Linked DNA regions of Gossypium hirsutum: region 1 is linked to region 2. A link is a contact called in public Hi-C data. All regions are on one chromosome and are shown on one strand. The core of a region is the stretch at or near the end of the contact, and the rest is flanking DNA. Distances in the headings are between cores, read along the strand shown.

Region 1 (5,537 bases), core at 2,757-5,256, 250 kb after region 2:
AAGACGATGCATAGCTTTGCCACATGGCCCTGGCGATCAAATACCCGGATTTTTCCAGACAAGTATAGTGCAAGAAATCCAAGACCTGCAAACGACCCTGCATGTTGAAAAACAAAGTTGATCAAAAAGCCACTTTTAGATAGACTAGAGGTAAAATAAATGCATAAAAAAAACAGCGGAGCTCATATTTAAACCAACATGCTTGTATGCACTCCCAATGATAAAGTAGTACATAATATTAATAACAACAGCAATAATAATAGAGATTAAAATAAGAACGAAAGTTGTCATGTAATAGCACTGAAAACCTCACATTATGTTCATTCCAAAAACAAGTGGAAAACTCCAATGCTACTTCAACTCATTATTTTTCTTGAAATACCTTGCTTCACACTTGTGTCCAAGAAAGACCCATTCTAGACACATACCCAGATCTGACACACACCCGAGTATGACTAAGGTGGGATAGTGACACTAACTTGCTCCACAGAAACTTCGGCATTCTAGGGACTTAGCTATATTGGATTGTATTGGATAGCGATTATAGCTAAGTTGTGATCATCACAGACATGCATACCTGCATCTTTTATTCTCTCTTTTGTAAAATATATTATACAAATAATATTCATCATCATTTATGATAATTATATATGCATATATAACATTACGTTTTCAATCAGATAAAGGCACATCCAGACACTATTTACAGGCAATCAGAATTCTTTCCCTTCTAATAAATCTATGTTAATGAGAATGCTGTAATGGATGTGTGGGTCTACAAGAAATGATTAAAAATGAGTCCATTCATGCAGGCTGCCACACTAAATGATAATGAAATGGCGGACAAAGATTTAAGGGGAAACCCGGGTAGTGCTTATACAAAGTGTAACCATGATGAAAAGGCCATGAAGCAGGAAATAATTAGACTGCTTACATGAAGTATGACCACTGGGAAAACTTTTGTGTCCTTCCTTGATGACACTCTTTATTCCAGTACACATAACGTCCTTTGTCACAGGGTCAAAAACCTGCATGATTGATGCAACGAATGCCTGTTGGCAAACTACAGGACTGACCGAGACTTAAAAAGAAAATCGGAAAATAGGAGGCTAACCCCTTTTCCATCAGGGAAACAACGCCAAAAGAAGTCTGGACGAGGCCGACCAACGGCATCTTTAATAGCATCAGTTATAACACCAGTGATAAGCACAGAAAACAGAAGGCCTGAATATACAATCAAGTAGCAACAGTTTCTAAATGCTATCACATTCAGGCAAAAGATGATGAACTTTCAGAATCCCAAGGGGAAATGTAGTGTTACCCAGTATGGCGTGGTGTAGATCATAAACATCCTTTCTGATGAAATAGTATACAAGAATGACAAAAAGTGGAAGCATTATCGCAAGCATCTGTTACCAGGAAGAACACAAACATTATACTTAGTGTCATCATCATTGATTGAATCAGAACAAATTCTCCTGCCAGAAAGTAATTCTAGTATGACAGTATATCTCAAAGCTAGAACATACAGGAACGGCCCAAAAGGGAACGGTATTGTCTTTCATTGGGTATTTCAGATCAGTCATCATATCCTCTCCGACAAAGCGGTGAAATGGTTCTATAACATTTAAAATGACCTCTATCACAATGAGAAGCAAAAGAATGATCCAGTCATGCATGTGAGTCCTTGCAACTTTAACCCCATGAGACCTTACAGTATGAGCACCCAACTGAATCTCTGGCATCCTCACTGATTTTAGAACATATAGAAAAGGTTAATAAATGAAAACAAAAATAAACTGATGTGCGATGAAAAAGAGAGAGGATGATACTGAAATACAGTTAAGACTACAATTACCAAGACAGCAAACAAGAAAAAAGGGATCATGAGCATGAGTCACAATAATAGGATAACCGCACACTAAAAACTAGCTACAACAACGAAATAAAATGCTAATTTTGCAGGAAGTAAAGGTCAAATAATGTAAAAGTATGTCATAGAATCTTATAATAGTAATAGATGAGTTGGGACATGGTAAAGAAGCAAAATTCATAATTTAAAGTACAAAGAGGGTATATAAATCAAATTAAAGCAAAACAAACTTATTTAAATCAAAGGAGAACAAAGGGGGTAAAGGCCTTTGTTTTCCCTATGCCTCCACTCACTAGTTGTAACATGAATTTTCTAGGGTGCACAAAGCAATCTTGTTGAGTGGAAGTATGATATCCGTAGAAGATCATGACGAACTAAAGGAGGGATATGATATCCGTAGAAGATCATGAAGAACTAAAGGAGGGATTGTTTCATAAAATAAACCATAGAATCTTATAATATGTAATAGATGCATTGTAACCTGGTAAAGAAGCAAAATTCATAATTTATAGTATATCAGGAAAAATTAGAATCGAAGGAAAAAGAAGAGAAAAAAATAAACCCTTTGTTTTCCTTCTTCCAATGCTCCTGGTGCACTCACTAACTGTAACAAGAAATTTTCTAGGGTGGACAAAGCAAATTTTTCCAGTGGATGTATAGTATCTCCATAAGATGATGAATAAGTGAAGGACAGACAGTTTCACAGAAAACATAATTCACTATGGGGACAAAACTAATCATCAGGGGCCCAACCTAGACAGCTAACAAATCACTACAGCTTTGCTTTCGCACAGATGGGTCAAGGACCTCAAACCACATGAGAATTGCAGTGCAGATGAGAAATCAAGTGCAACTCCACGAAATTCATTCTTGTCTCGGTACTAATAGAACTAAATCATGCAGACTGACAAAATATTCATATTGCTCCAACTCTTCTTTTTTTTTAAAGTGCTGTGTCCGACAATCATATCCAACGCATATCTGTACATAGGTATGAGGATAAACTTCAAAATTTTTTGAAGATAGCCAAGTTGAACAAATACCCATAACCAACGACACCAGAATCCAAGTAACATAGAAAGATGCACAGGCAATGCTTATCTAAATGCTAAAGTTGCAAACGCAACATTTATCTAAACGTAAAAGTAGCCTCCGCAACGAGTTCAACAAAGGGTGTTTCAGCAGAGTTCAATGTTGGTTACTTTGGTTTAACAAAGGGCACTCCGCTTCAGACATTTCTACAAATCGGTGTTCCTCATAAAAAAAACCTTCACAAATCCAAAGCTGTGCTAATTGGAGAAAACATCATTATCCTGCAAAGTAGACTATACAACAACAGGCATATCTTCATCAGCTATTGAAAATATAAAATCAAAGCTTCTGACTTCATCTAAACCCCTTCCTTATCAATAAAAATTGAAATCAGTTAGCCAAATGAAGCCTGTTTCGAAAGGTTCGTAAAATTTTAATAAAAGTTGCGGATTCAATTCCAGAACGAACATCAACAAATACCAAGGGAAAAAAAAAGAACATCAAGCGGAATCTTGTTCAAGCAGTTCTATCGTATATGCTCTTTTTTCTTATTTTTCCGAACCAAAAGATTTGGAAAGAAAATCCAAAACAAGAAAAAAAAAACTAACACCTTCTCGCACTGAACTGTCTTCAATCCAGAGAAGTAAAACAAGCAAAACTCGTTTTTTTTTTTACCTTCGTCTTTCCCTTTATTTACCTCGATTTAGCAGAAAAAAAAACTTACTAAAAAGAAGAGGAAAACTGAAGTAAAAGTAAGTTGATCGATCAGAAAGTGTGGGAGAGTATGAACTAACCGTCAGAAAATTTGAACTTCGTCTGAGAATAATGATCGGATCGAAGTAATGAACGGAGTTTTTCAGTCAACAGCGAACTAAAAAGCGCGTTATATTCTCTTTTTTCCTCTGTTTTCTCGAAGCATTAAAATTTGAATCGCGTTGAATATTTATGGCATGCGAAAAAAGGATTTTCCTTTTCTGAAAAGAAAATCGCGTCAAATTCGAGGAGGAACCGATGGGGATGGAGCGGCACTTTTTTAATTTGTTTTATAAATATTGAAGTTGGTGAACCGACAGACAGTGACAAAATTACAACACGAAAAATCAAATCAAAGCCGAAAATAGGTCATTTATTGAGTTATTTATTGGATTAGGTATTTTCTATAAAAATGCATCCACGTCGACACGATTTCAAAGAATATGTCAACAAAGTACTTCTTTGGAGGAGTTTTTTGTCATGTCAGCAAAAATTTTGTTCTCGTGAACGTGTTTTGTTGATATAGCAAAAAGACTTTCCAAATACACGTTTTGGCCTAAGTTTAAATTTTTTAAAAAAATTATTTTTTAAATATTATAAAAATAGACCAATTTTTTAAAAATTTATAAGAATAAACCTTATAAAAGGCTTAAACTGACAACACTCTTTTTTTTTAAGGTTTTATCAATTAATATGGAAATGAAACTTACAAAACAAATCTTTATATAGATTCAAAGTCTCATTTCCCTTGTAGCAATGTGGGATATTAAATATGTGTATATATAGACTCATGAATAAGTTTGCAGCTTGTTCCTAAACAATGTGGGATTCTTTCATCTTTTAACTAACAACATAAGACTAAATGCTACACTATATTTTATAATTTTTTTATAAAACAATTTCTATTTTTTTATATTTTGTTAACATTTTCTCATATAATAAAATTATCTTTTGAGCTATTTAATCTTGTTGCATTTTAGAATTGTTAACATATACAAAATAACTATTAAAAAAAGAGAACGAATTGCACATATGAAACTTGTACATGCAATAATATTCTATTCAACTTTAAATGTTTGAAGTTAATACCAATGCAATTCTAATTTTTAAAATAATTTTCCATTATTTAAATTTAAAAGTTATACTTTTAATTTTTTTAACTTTATTTTTTATTTTATATTATGAATGTTTGACTAATAAATAAATGGTGAGTATTTGGCACTCAAATAGTATTTTTTTGTAATTTAAAAAATTGATATATATATTTTTAAATATTTACTTATTTTTAATATTTTACTATACTAATTAAATTTTTTAATTCTAATTTTAATTTAATTTTCATCACCTAATGAATCTAATAAATTTATTTTAGATGTATTTTGACTAGATAGATAATTTATTTAAACATAGTATATAATTATGTTAAATAAGTTTTTTTATAAAAATATATAATATACATAAAATATAATAATTATTTTTCATATTTTTATATCTAGATTAAATACATTAGTAGTCACTTAACTATGATTTTTTAGCTATCGAATTATAAAAACTTACAAAATGATCACTCAACTATTAGTAATTTCTTAAATATTTATTTTTAATATTTTACCATAATCATTTTATATTTGATAATTTTTTTACTTATAGAGTTTAAATTTTTTATTTATAATGTAATAAATGTTAACTTTTTGTAAAAAAATTTAAACTCTAAGTAAAAAAATATAAAATATAGTGTAACTTTTAATCTCATGTTGTTAGTTAAAAGAGGAAGGAATCCCACATTGTTTAGGAACAAGCTGCAAACCTATTCATAAGTTTATATATACATATATCTCATATCCCACGTTGCTTAAGAAAATAAGAGAAATGAGACTTT
Region 2 (6,019 bases), core at 2,445-4,944:
CTAACATAACCTTTTTTTAGTACAACGAAGATTCGAACCCAACCCAAACTATTACCGGGAAAGTTGAACACTAGGCCAATAGGCCACAACTTGGGGTTTGACATAACTATTTTTTATATTCTCTAAGTTTTTCTATGTATTTAAAAGTTTAGAGTACTGTTTCTTCATACATGCATACATCCAAATATGTGTCGAACATGAATGTCAACTATGAATACTTTAAGAAAAGGGAAGAATATGTTTAAGTACTAATTTAACCATGACTATCTAGCTAGACAAAAATTTCAAATTATTTTGAAAAACTATAACATTATCACTAACATAATACATAAATTATTTATTGATATTTTTTTCTGATTATGTTCATTTGGAACTTATAAAGCATAAAAACCTCTCTGTCAAGGGATTTTCTAAGTGTTGAACATGATTCTGAAATTACTAAAAATGTGTTGAACCAAAAAAAAAAAAAAAGATTAGGTCAAAACAATGTCAAGACACAACTTGACACATCCAGTACTGATTTGGTTTTAAAGGGTTCTTTTAATGTTCAAGTGCACAAATATCCAAACACAAGTCTCCTACCAGAATATTTGTATTATAAAATCGGAAGATTCAAAAAAAGAAAGCCACGATCCTAACCTCCATTGATATGGCATTAACATTATTGGAGTTGTTGAAGGCCTTCTTCTCCATAGATGAGCTTGGAACATCTTTACTAGCAAGCGGTCCCCTGGTCGGGTGTTGATCAACACCAAAAAGGTCTTCAAAGTTGCGGAAAGATAAATCAATATCAGGTATGTTAAAATCATCTTGGCAAAATGTGTCTTCACAAACTCCAAGATCTTGCATATTTTGGGACCATAACTGTGGAATTCAATTATGAAACACTGTTAACTTCAAAGACCCATCATTCTCAAATAATTAAGTAGCCATTCCTAATTTCCTAAAATATAAGTTAAACGCCCGGCTATGAGAATTATCAGGCATGTTACACAGACTCAAGCTCTAGATAAGGTATGTGTTTGAACGAAGAAAACAAAGAATCCAGATAGCATCATATCCTATCACAAACACAAATATCATATATTGATACATCAGGAAAAATATTAAGTTCTATCAATTATGTATGGCCTATGCAATTGCCAGCCATAAAAGAAGTTTTCTATCCTCAGAGAACCCTACGTTCAATCAATTATGAATTAAACATGAGTAGTGATCTACGGTTAATAATTAACCATCTATTTCAATGACTTGTGTGATCAGTGGAACAAACCTGACTATTGCGGATTGGACTTTTACATTGCCAAATAGATTCTCCGTAAAAAGGCATCCCGGAAGTTGAAGACGACAATAGGTTCTCCATATCCGTATTTAGCTCCTCGAGCGGATTGTCACTTTGGTGGATATTTGTATCAGTATCTTGGACTAGATTACTATCATCGTTTTTTGAAGAGTTGCATATTGAAGAAGATGTGTCTGCTTGTTCTAGGCTACAATTGAGAGGCAAATGGCAATCTCCCTCAGTGAGCTGAAATTTTTTCAGGTCAATAATCTGTTGTAGAATCAGTGAAGTATTTTTCAATTGCTGAACTCTGCTAATAACCTGCAATAACAATAACAAGAGCACAATAAAGAGGTTAATAATCTCTCCTTAGCCCTCAGGAACTATGAAGTGTGTTATTAATCTATATTATATATGCCCTGAAGAGCAAACTCTTAGTGTCAAAAGGAGTTCCAAGTTTGAAATGACCTAATTCATCGTGGTTTTAAGTCATCCGATTACATTTCAAAACTACAGATTACTATTGGTTTTAATATCCATTACATTCGTTTACCCAGGCTATGTTACTCGGACATAGGTGTATGTCAAAGATGGTTACGTGTTTGATAGGAATGTGTTTAGTTTTTTCTAAGTTTTTCCATATATTGGAGATTCCTTGGAAGCTCATATCCAAAATTCATTGGATGCGGGTACATCAAGAAAAATGAAGAGTTGGAAGAAGATAGTATCCTGGAACATGTCTTAGGTAGAAATGAAGAATCTATTGCACATCCAAAATTCTACAAAAAAAGCCCGGTAGATTAAACATTTTACAGATGGAAAGACCACCATGTGGAAGAAAAGAAAAGGAGATTTGAAAATGAAGAGTAGTAGTTAAAAGAAATGCAATGCAGTGCATTGCTCTTGGGCTGAATAGTTCTGTTATATGGTGTATCAAGTATTCATAGGACTTCAGATACTAATGTGTGTGTATTTATCTCTTAAAATGAAGAGCTATCATCCTTGCACCAATAACTAAGCAGCAGCAGAGTATAATATCACTAATTAGTTTCAGTAGGTTAGGAAAAGGAGTCACTCCTGGTGCTATCAAATGACAGGCAGCTCCATTCAGGTAATTTGCTCTGTCTTCATTTTAATTAAAAAACATGTGTCCAATACTAGTATCTAACACATATTAGGATATGGGTATAGAGACATTTCCTCCAAGGACCCTCCAAATACATGAAAAAACTTATAGAAAATTGAACCTACCCCTTTCAGACGAATACCTGAATCTGACAGTCACACCTAGGTCCGAGTAACTTACGCTTTCAGTTCACTGATCAAATAACCTGATTTTCTGATTGACTGACATATCGATGTTAACTAGGGCCTAAGTAGGCAGGTGAGAACCCTTAAGAAACTTGAGTCATTATTTTAAAACACATCTTTCTAGTGATTCTTTTTTTAGATGACAGGGTTGTATTATTTAAGCATGGTTTTAGGTACAATATAATGCATTTAGCATAATTTTTCATTTTAGGCAGGACAACTGGTGAACTTCAGGCAATCTAATTTCAGGTACAATACAAGGATATGTTCAGATTTTCTTTTTTTCTTACGTTTTTCCATGTATTTGGAGATACATAGAGAGGGTCATCTCCAAATACTCATTCGAACATCTTTTGGACATGAATACATCAAGAAAAATGAGGAGTCAAAGCAACAAAGTTTAGAACGGCTTACCGTAGGTTACTTAAGTTTGCTGCATATTACTGGGATCATGGTCACAAATTGTCAATAAAAATGTCAACGGTGCATGCATAGCCATAGCTGATTATAAATATAAGAATTCAAGAGAAATGTAAACAAATCACCAAGCTCTACTTGCTAGTAAATGCTACCATGAATTAACCTTGGTTCGTTGACAGTTTGATCCAGAGTTGTGTCCTGCAGCAGCGAGAGAAGTCATGCCGGATTTACTCAAAGAGACTCCGGCTCCCAAAGAAGACTGCCTTAAGTTCCCAGGTTCAACTGCTATGGGATTCATAGAAATACATGAATTGGACAAAGCCTGGTCTTGAGTAGCATTGTTATCCAATTCATTCAATTCAAAACCCCACAATGCTGCAAAATCCTTAGCCGAAGGGCACCCCAAATAGCTACTAACTGCTCGTCTCTGGTGGAGGTGGTGAGAAGAAACATCATGGACACTTTGGTCACAAACACGACACAAGAACATTCTGTGATTGAAACAACAAACATGTGATGGACGGTGCCGGCACAAGTCACAGAGGAGGGTACGAAGATGCCGGTTTGAAAGTGCATTGGCCGAATGGACCTTCGCGTCGCAAGAAAGGCACAGGTGCGCTGCATCAGACTTGCAATAAACAACTGGTCTTGAAGTTGTGCAGAACTCACAGCTTTTCTCCATTTCAAAGCTCCAAAATTCAAAAAATGTATTCTGGTATGTATATATATTCAAATCGTCAATTCAAATTCATGAGCTTGATAATGAAGAAAAATAGCATATTCTTTTAACGAAGAAATCTCCAACTTCACTTTCAGGATCTACAAAAGTTTATAATAAATACTGAGAAATCTAGAATATATATGTTGGTTGGAGTTCAATTTTGTGTGCGTGTTTGAAGTACTTGAATTTGTATCCAAACATAGGTGTGCGAATATGATCCTCCAAAGACTCTTAAGTAAATAAAAATCTTGAAATAAAATCAAATTTATTCATGTTCGACGGTGTGAATATGGAATCTGATTTAGAGATCAAAGGCACCTTACAAGCTTACACAGTATACAGAAAATTCGATTTTCTTAACGAAAAGGAACGAAAGAACCCTTAATTTCTATCAGTTCTAACTGCAAAAGGAAAAAATAAATAAATAAATAAAAATCAGTAATATGACAAATTCAGCAGAATTATTCTTTCATGCAACTCCATTTTTTTTTTGTCCGTGTTAAGAAATCTCCACAGCCAAGTAACTTCTAACAAAAATTGAAAAAGAAACAATCAAAATATAAATAAACCTCAGATATAACACTATACATCTATTCAGCTGATCGATTACACAAAAGAGATCTAAGAAACAAAGATCCAAAATTCAACAAATCCAATATGAACGATATATACCTTTGTGTTTGTTTCCCGAGAAAAACAAACAAAGCATGAAAGTTTTAAAAAGAAATCCAAGAACGTTCTGAATAAAATAGAAAAAGAAAACTGTGAGCTTTTTTATTGAGTTCTCATTTATCTTCACATTTCTTTCTCTATTTTCCCTTTGCTCGCTCTTTTCATTCAATTATCTATCCCTTGTGCCTTGTTTGGCTGACTTGTGCAGCGAAAGCGTGAACTTTATGCTGACGTGGAACTAACACGTTGCCCTTTGTGGGACCCGCCAACGTTATCCATTGTGCCTGTGAAACTGTTTCGTTTGGCGTTTCAGTTCTCTCATATCAAGTGATCCAGAAGTTTACCCGCCACACCAATAGCCCCTCGCCACGTTGTCGAACGGTTGCTATGAATGACGGCTGCAACCTACACAACCATTAATTATGTTCATCCAATAAAAGAAGTGTCAAAACTCTGAAAATTAATCCTTTATTCAACATGGCCAAGTACAAAAATTTACTTTTGATCCGCAAGCTTTTACTAATGTTTCTTTTTCGTCCACCACTTGCATAAAACTTATATTTATCATCACAATATTTATTACTGTTTTATTTTCATCCATATTCTTCTAAACGATTTTTATATTCATCCATTTTCTATCAAAAAAATAAAAATTAACAAAAATATCAGTTTAGCCACCTGAAATAAAATTTAAATATTTATGAGATTCATGTATATCTATATTTTTTAAATTAATTAAATTTTCTTCAAATTACTTTTAAAAAGCTCATTTATTCTTTTTTTTTAAATTTTCTCCCGAATCTCTTATTTTTTTGATATCTTGTTTATGTAGCTTAATGCCTTTAAAATTAGTTTTTTATATTCAACTTCTCAACTCTTTCATATTATTAATATCATTTTTTTTATTTTCTCATAAAAATAATTATATTCAAATAAAGTAAATGGGTTAATTTTTGTTTTCAAACACAAAAGGTAATTGATGAAAATTAGATATTAGTAAAGCTCATGGATAAAAGTGAAATACTAATGAGAGGTTAAGGATGATAAATGTAAAATTTAAAAGTAATGTATGAAAATTGAATTAAATAAAGTTTTGCTAGAAATGTTCATGAATGATAATAAATTTTATTATTTTCTAAAACAATATGAAATAAATTAATATTTTTAAATAAATACGATTTTAAATTTCTAAGCAATAAAATTTTTTGAAGTTTTTTTTCAAATATAGTCCTTAGTTTCCATATATACAATAATTAATTTGTTAGTTTTCAATATGTGCAGCTAAAAGTGCTTGTTTCCATTTTGGGTCAATATATTACTTAAGGGTAAGTAAAATTTGATTTGACTCAAAAAAATAGAAAAGAGTTTGAATTTTGAATTATTCGAATTGAGTTAATCGAATCAACTTGATTTTTTTTTCAATTCGAGTCGAGTTGAGTTTTCGAATTTGAATAACGTAAATAATTCAAATAAATCGAATATCAAACTATAATATTTTAAACTTTAAATTTATATTATTAATTAGTCTATTTATTTTACATTTTTACCCCCAACCCTTTTACTTTTCCCAAAACCTTTAACTACCCCAGCCTCCCTTTACCCCCAAATCAAAA

Evidence for each region. A called contact is a pair of places that touch in the nucleus more often than the background predicts.
Region 1: a contact with region 2 is called in a Hi-C map of petal, with 7 times the contacts expected there. The contact joins the promoter of LOC107960070 here to the promoter of LOC107960072 in region 2. A contact is called at or near these places in 3 of 34 Hi-C or Micro-C datasets (leaf and petal).

The regions. Positions count from the first base shown.
Region 1 is chrA05:55,898,810-55,904,346 of Gossypium_hirsutum_v2.1, forward strand. LOC107960070 (lipid phosphate phosphatase 2) reads right to left here and starts at 4,007. Exons shown (of 9, transcript XM_016896277.2): 1 at 3,700-4,007; 2 at 3,076-3,198; 3 at 1,530-1,750; 4 at 1,322-1,409; 5 at 1,115-1,224; 6 at 935-1,028; 7 at 1-97. The coding sequence starts at 3,109.
Region 2 is chrA05:55,648,580-55,654,598 of Gossypium_hirsutum_v2.1, forward strand. It overlaps LOC107960072 (putative zinc finger protein At1g68190), which reads right to left and starts at 3,695. Exons shown (of 4, transcript XM_041112619.1): 1 at 3,177-3,695; 2 at 1,274-1,603; 3 at 640-864. The coding sequence starts at 3,695.